Regions from separate parts of the Mus musculus genome. Here region 1 is linked to region 2. A link is a contact called in public HiChIP or PLAC-seq data. All regions are on one chromosome and are shown on one strand. Each heading gives the region's core, a stretch centred on a gene start, on an enhancer-like site or on the middle of the called end of the contact. The rest is flanking DNA. Distances are from core to core; before and after follow the strand shown.

Region 1 (2,700 bases), core at 86-2,585, 100 kb after region 2:
CATGGTGGCTCAAAACCATCTGTAATGGAATCAGATGCCCTCTTCCAGAGTGTCTGAAGATAGTTACAGTGTACTCGTATAAATAAATCTTTAAAAAAAAAATCATCTGAGCTGGGTGTGGTGGCCTTTGGGAGCCAAGGGCAGGCAGATCTCTATGAATTCAAGGCCAGCCTAGTCTGCAGAGTGAGTTCCAGGCCAGCAAGGGCCACACAGAGAGACGCTGTTTTAATGATGGTGACGATGGTGATGATATGTTTAAGGCAAATGCTGGATTATTATACTACCTGTCTCTCTGTCTTAGATATTCCTGGGACCTCCATGATCAAACTATTCAAGCTCCTTCCATCTGCAACAAAAATCGAGTCTAGAAAAGAGCAGAGCTGCCCTGGAATGCATGGGGTTGGGATGGTTCAATGGGATTAGAACCCTTGTCTTGGCCAAGTCTCCCAAGCTCAGCTTCTGCTGCCAATGGTGCCATAGATTGTCACGGCAACAGAGAGGTTGGTTAGCAAGCTAAATACCCATCAGGCCTTGCTAAGACCTCTGTTCCTGCCCCAGTGGACCAGGGGCCTGGACTTTTTGGGAATAGGGTGGTCATAACGGGGGCTTTTGAATCTTTTGGGTGTTTTTTAGTGGAACAATCAGAAACTCCTGTAAATGCTAGTGTGAAAGAGAGGTCCATCAGACCAAGTCCAGGAAGTTCATGGAACTTGGAACAGCCTACTATAAAGCAGTAGTCATAGAAACTAGGCCCGGACATGGGGTTCAGAAGTCTGGGTGCACTTAATACCACTGGCAGGATAAAAGTCAAAAATCAATGTAAACAATATTAACAGAATGGAGAATTCTGAAAAACGCAAATAGATCTTTGAAAAACTACGCATTTTCTGAGTTCTGCCCATGTGGCTGCCTGCTACCCTTTTCTGCTAGGCACCTGTCTTCTCTCTGCTTATGTGTAGCTTTAAATCTACCCTGGACTAAGAAGCCCTCTGCTGACGCTCAGAGCCTCCTGTCATGAGACTGAGAGCCCTGGTAGCCCTGTTTAGGACACTGTAGGACATGTTAGCCCCCTGTCACCCCTGTGCCACTGTGGCCCGGAGCCAGGCTCTGATGCTCTCTCCCAGCCTCAGCTCCGCATCTGCCCGCAGAGGCACTCAACGGGAGGAGTGCCAAGGGCACTGCCTAGGGCAGGCTCTGGGGCGGGGCAAGGGACTTGGGTGGGTGGGTGACAGTGACTAACGCCATATGGCATTCTGGAGAGGCCTAGCAGCTGGCCCACCCTCTGTCCCAGCCACCACACAGGCTTTGGGGAGGTGGGGCTATGTGCCAGCCTGGCTCCCACTGCAGGCTGTTTCCTTTGAAGGACAGCTACAGAGCCCTGGGAACAGGCATTGTTGACTGCTCATAGCACAGCCTTCTGAAGCCTCTTGCCTTCCCTGCACTCTAGAATGTGCTTCAGAGGAGACTGGGGCCAGACCTCTAGAGTGCAGCTGCCCCTCAGGGTCCAGTGTTGCAGACGTGGTTTGGTCGTGTCCTTGAGCAGTATATACCAGGGAAAGGACCTGGTCTGGCTAAGATGAGAACTGTAGCCTGGCACACTCTTCTATTAGAGATCCCTGCTCTTGTAGCTGGTTACAGAATGCATCTGAGATTCCTGTTCCAGTGACCCAGGAAACCACCCCCCCCCCATCCCTGATTTATGTTGGCTCATGTCCTTTTCCTGCCTGTGAGCTCTGGGCTCAAACCAAATGCTAAGCAGCTGACACCCAGGTGAGCCAACTGTGCACAATGTTCCAGCTCCCCAGCCTCTATGCCTTGAAGGTACTGTTCCTCTTGGCAGGCCTTCACCACCTACTTCACCAGAGCGTAGTACAAGGATAGCTCCTACTCCAGCTTCTCAGATGCAGGGTGAGCTCCTGTTGCCAGTTCAGGCTAGCCCATTTCTAAAGGCCCATCACACCCTCCTGTACATGGCTAGTCCTTTTCCTCTTAGAACCCTCTATGGACCCAAAGTTATGAATCCCCGTGTGGCAAGGCAGATAATTCTATCAGGCTAACAAGGGACCCAACAGTTTCTCACCCAGGGTAACTCAAGTCAAGGGATCTCACTGGTCCAGATAAATCAAGGACATCTTGGCAGTATTCCTCGCCAGGAAGGGCCATGAAAAACACTGCCTACTAAGAGCACTGTGGCTGCCTCCCTAGCAAGAAGACTGGTTCATACACCCATTCCTGCATCCCAAGAGGCCCATCACTGCACACCCAGGACTAAATTCCTGTTAAGAGCAGCAAGCAGTGGCCTGATCCTAAGGCATGGGCCAGAGGCAACATGGAGCAGGAGGGGCACTGAGCTGGGGGTTCCAGGGCTTGGCCACCTGTCACAGTTGGTCTGGCTTCTTGAGAAAACCCTGATGTGGATGCTGGGACACTCTGCAGACAGGTGAGATTTAACATGACTTGGGCTCTACATCCCTGGCAACCCATCTATGGCTGCTTACCTTCCTCTCATAAAGCCACATTCACATTGCCGACATCTGTGGCATGTTCACTAGCTACAAAACAAGGTCCGAGGCACAGATCTGTAAGGCTGCAGTGCTGCTCGGGGCCACTGCGCTCTCAGGAGGCCGGGAGACAGCTGTATCACTACACTGCAAGTGTGAGGGTCTGAATTCAGTCTTAGTACCATGTAAACAGCTGGCA
Region 2 (2,700 bases), core at 43-2,542:
CCAATTTTATTTAACCAACAGTTTTAAATTAAGGAACAAGGTACAAAAGCTTGGAAAGACGGTAAGTCACTCGTAGGTTTAGGTTTTTGGATATGGAATTTTGCTTTATGTAACAGACCCAACCTCAACACTGATTGTGATTAAAATTTTCTACAACAGCACATTTTTTAAAAAAGATTTATTTATTATATGTAAGTACACTGTAGCTGTCTTCAGACACTCCAGAAGAGGGCATCAGATTTCATTATGGATGGTTGTGAGCCACCATGTGGTTGCTGGGATTTGAACTCGGGACCTTCAGAAGAGCAGTCGGCGCTCTTAACCACTGAGCCATCTCGCCAGCCCCAACAGCACATTCTTATTGTGTACCTTTTGTTTTGAGACAGGATCTACCTAGCCCTGACTGGCCAGGAAGACAATATGTAGAACTGACTGACCTCAGACTGAGAGCCACCTACCTCTGCCTCTCGAGCCGCTGGGATTAAAGGCTGTGTATTATTGCTCACAGACTTTCCTTTTGTAAGGTTTTACTTTCTGTTTTGCCTGCATGTATGTCTGGGCACCATGTGCATGCTTGGTGTCCACGGAGGTCAGGGGAGCGCGATGGAAACCCTGAAACGAGATGGTTGTAAGCCACCATGCGGTTATTGAGCTGGGCTTTGAACCAGGTCCAATGCAAAAGCGGCCTCTAGACCATCTTAACTGCTAGACCATCGCTCCTGTCAACTGGTTTGGTTTCTTCACAGGTCTCAGGTATCTCAGGCTGACCTTGAACTTCTGAATCTCCTGCCTTTACCCACCAAGCGCTGGTGCGCAGGTGTAAACGCTACGGTTTGTGTTTTGCTTCGGGGTTTTGTTGTTGCCTTGATTTTTGTTTCCTTTCGTTGTATTTCTGAGAAAGCCTCAAGTGACCCAGGCTGGCCTCGAGCCGGCGGCCAGCCTCGTCTCACCCTGGCGGGCAAGGGAGGCACATCTGGCTCCATCTGGTCCTCGATTCTTTTAACGCGAGACAAACAGCGTGACCGCATCAACCACGAGAGAGAACAGGTCACCCGCCACGTCGGCCGGAAGCCTGGGATTCACCCTGCGTTCATCCACTGGCCACGCAATCAGAAATCTCGCGGTGCTGCATGAGTGAGCCGTGGTTGACAGCTCGCACACGTCTGCGCACTCGGGATTGGACAGGGGATCCTGAGGGGCGGGGCACGAGAGCCCTGGCGCGGACCGCCTACTCCGACCCCACACCCCGCTCGGCGGCGAGACGAACTCTCGCGACGCTTGCGTCCGGCCTCGCGAGCTCTGGCGTGGCGCTCGCCGGCTGGCCCTCACGGGGAAGAGGTGGCGTTCCGTTGGTGACGTTAGGCTCCGGCGGCGCCGGCAGGGCGTTCTCCGGAGCTGTGCGGCCAGGTGAGAAGCTCGACGGGAGCGCGGGTAGCCGCGGCTGGGGTGGGCGGGCGGGCGGGTGGGCAGGGTGGGGCGGCCTCTCGTCGGCCGCGTCCCTGTCAGGCGGGCCGGGCCCCGCCCCGCCCGGCCGCCCGCCTGCCCTCAGCGCCCTCCTCCCTGTCCGCAGCTCGCCGCCGTCCCGCTGCTGCGCTCGCGATGGGCGCCCAGGACCGGCCGCAGTGTCACTTCGACATCGAGATCAACCGGGAACCGGGTGAGCGGGGCGGGCCCCTCTGTGGGCCCGGGTCGGGGTGGAAGTGGACGCGGCGGAGCCGGAGCCGGAGCCGGGCGGGGGCGGGGCGGGGCGGGCTCGGCCGGCCAGAGCTGCGGAGCCGCCGCGGTCACGAGCCGGCCAGCTGCCCTCCGCTGTCCCTCGGGAGCCTTCCCGAGAATGTACTGGCTCCGGGAGACGTGGCTGGAGAGGAGAGACTGAAGGGCTTGTGCGGGTTCTGTAGCCCCGGGATTGCTCCTAGGCTGCGGCCGCGATGTTTGGTTTTTTTTTTTTTTTTTTTGGAAGTCCAGTGTGCAGCCATTCATTAATCCCGAGGCGTCGACGTCTCTGTGTGCAGAGAGGTGGCTGCTGCACACATCGGTGCGCACACATGTAAAGGTCGCGTGTGTATCGAGCAGGAACATGTGTACGGATGCGCGGTTCTCAACCGACAGGGATCTTAACTGGAGGTGTGTGGTGTGCGCCACGTCTTAGGTCGCAGTGGACTCGCAGGAGAGCTGCTTGTCCTGGGCTCTGGAAGGGCAGCAGTGACTAAAGCAGGGCTGCTGCTTCTTTTATGTTGACGTCCTGGGGGAAAGAGGCAGGAAGTGAAGGGGTAAAAACCGCATTCCCTCCAGTAGTGCTGTTTTAGTCAGGCGGTGAGCGAGAAAGGCCATCTTGAGAAGATGACATTTGAGTAGGTGCGAAGCCGAACCTGTGGAGGGACGCCTTTGAGAACTGTGCTTGGTAGTGGCAGCCAACGGTTAGCTTGGGTTCTGAGACAGCGCTTGTGTTTCTTGAGGGAAAGCGAAGGTCCCGGTCTGGCTGGAGTAGAGGGAACAGAATAAGGAAAACTCAGGCTCTAGGATAAAAGGAAGACGGTGACGGTTCTGAACAAAGGATTGGAGCGATCTTAAACGTTCTGTTTTTCTCATCTAACATTTCGACCCTGACTGTAGCTGCAGTTTATTTAGCATTTACCAAACTTACTCTGGAGATTTTTCACGGATTTTTTTTTTTTTTTTGCAAAACTAATGTATTAACAT

The links. HiChIP or PLAC-seq counts read pairs in DNA pulled down with a chosen protein or histone mark.
Region 1: a contact with region 2 is called in an H3K27ac HiChIP or PLAC-seq map of stem cell-derived neural progenitor cells. The contact joins the enhancer-like site here to the promoter of Nktr in region 2. A contact is called at or near these places in 11 of 39 promoter capture datasets (3T3-L1-derived adipocytes, cranial neural crest, embryonic stem cells and 8 more), 3 of 484 Hi-C or Micro-C datasets (the HPC-7 cell line, cerebral cortex and cortical glia), 3 of 115 datasets of contacts at active chromatin or transcription factors (embryonic stem cells and stem cell-derived neural progenitor cells) and 3 of 9 other capture datasets (adipose tissue, liver and pancreatic islet).

What each region holds. Positions count from the first base shown.
Region 1 is chr9:121,821,501-121,824,200 of GRCm38.p6, forward strand. The region is part of intron 5 of Ccdc13 (coiled-coil domain containing 13); the gene reads right to left. Among named protein-coding and RNA genes, the nearest start is that of Ccdc13, 17 kb to the right of the region's middle. Within about 2 kb of position 1,336, at least 47 of the 459 cell types and tissues checked have an H3K27ac peak or open chromatin away from gene starts, as enhancers often do. A contact at or near this core is called in cerebral cortex, cortical glia, hippocampal neurons and 2 more, where this site is marked.
Region 2 is chr9:121,717,889-121,720,588 of GRCm38.p6, forward strand. It overlaps Nktr (natural killer tumor recognition sequence), which reads left to right and starts at 1,293. Exons shown (of 17, transcript NM_010918.2): 1 at 1,293-1,407; 2 at 1,571-1,657. The coding sequence starts at 1,600.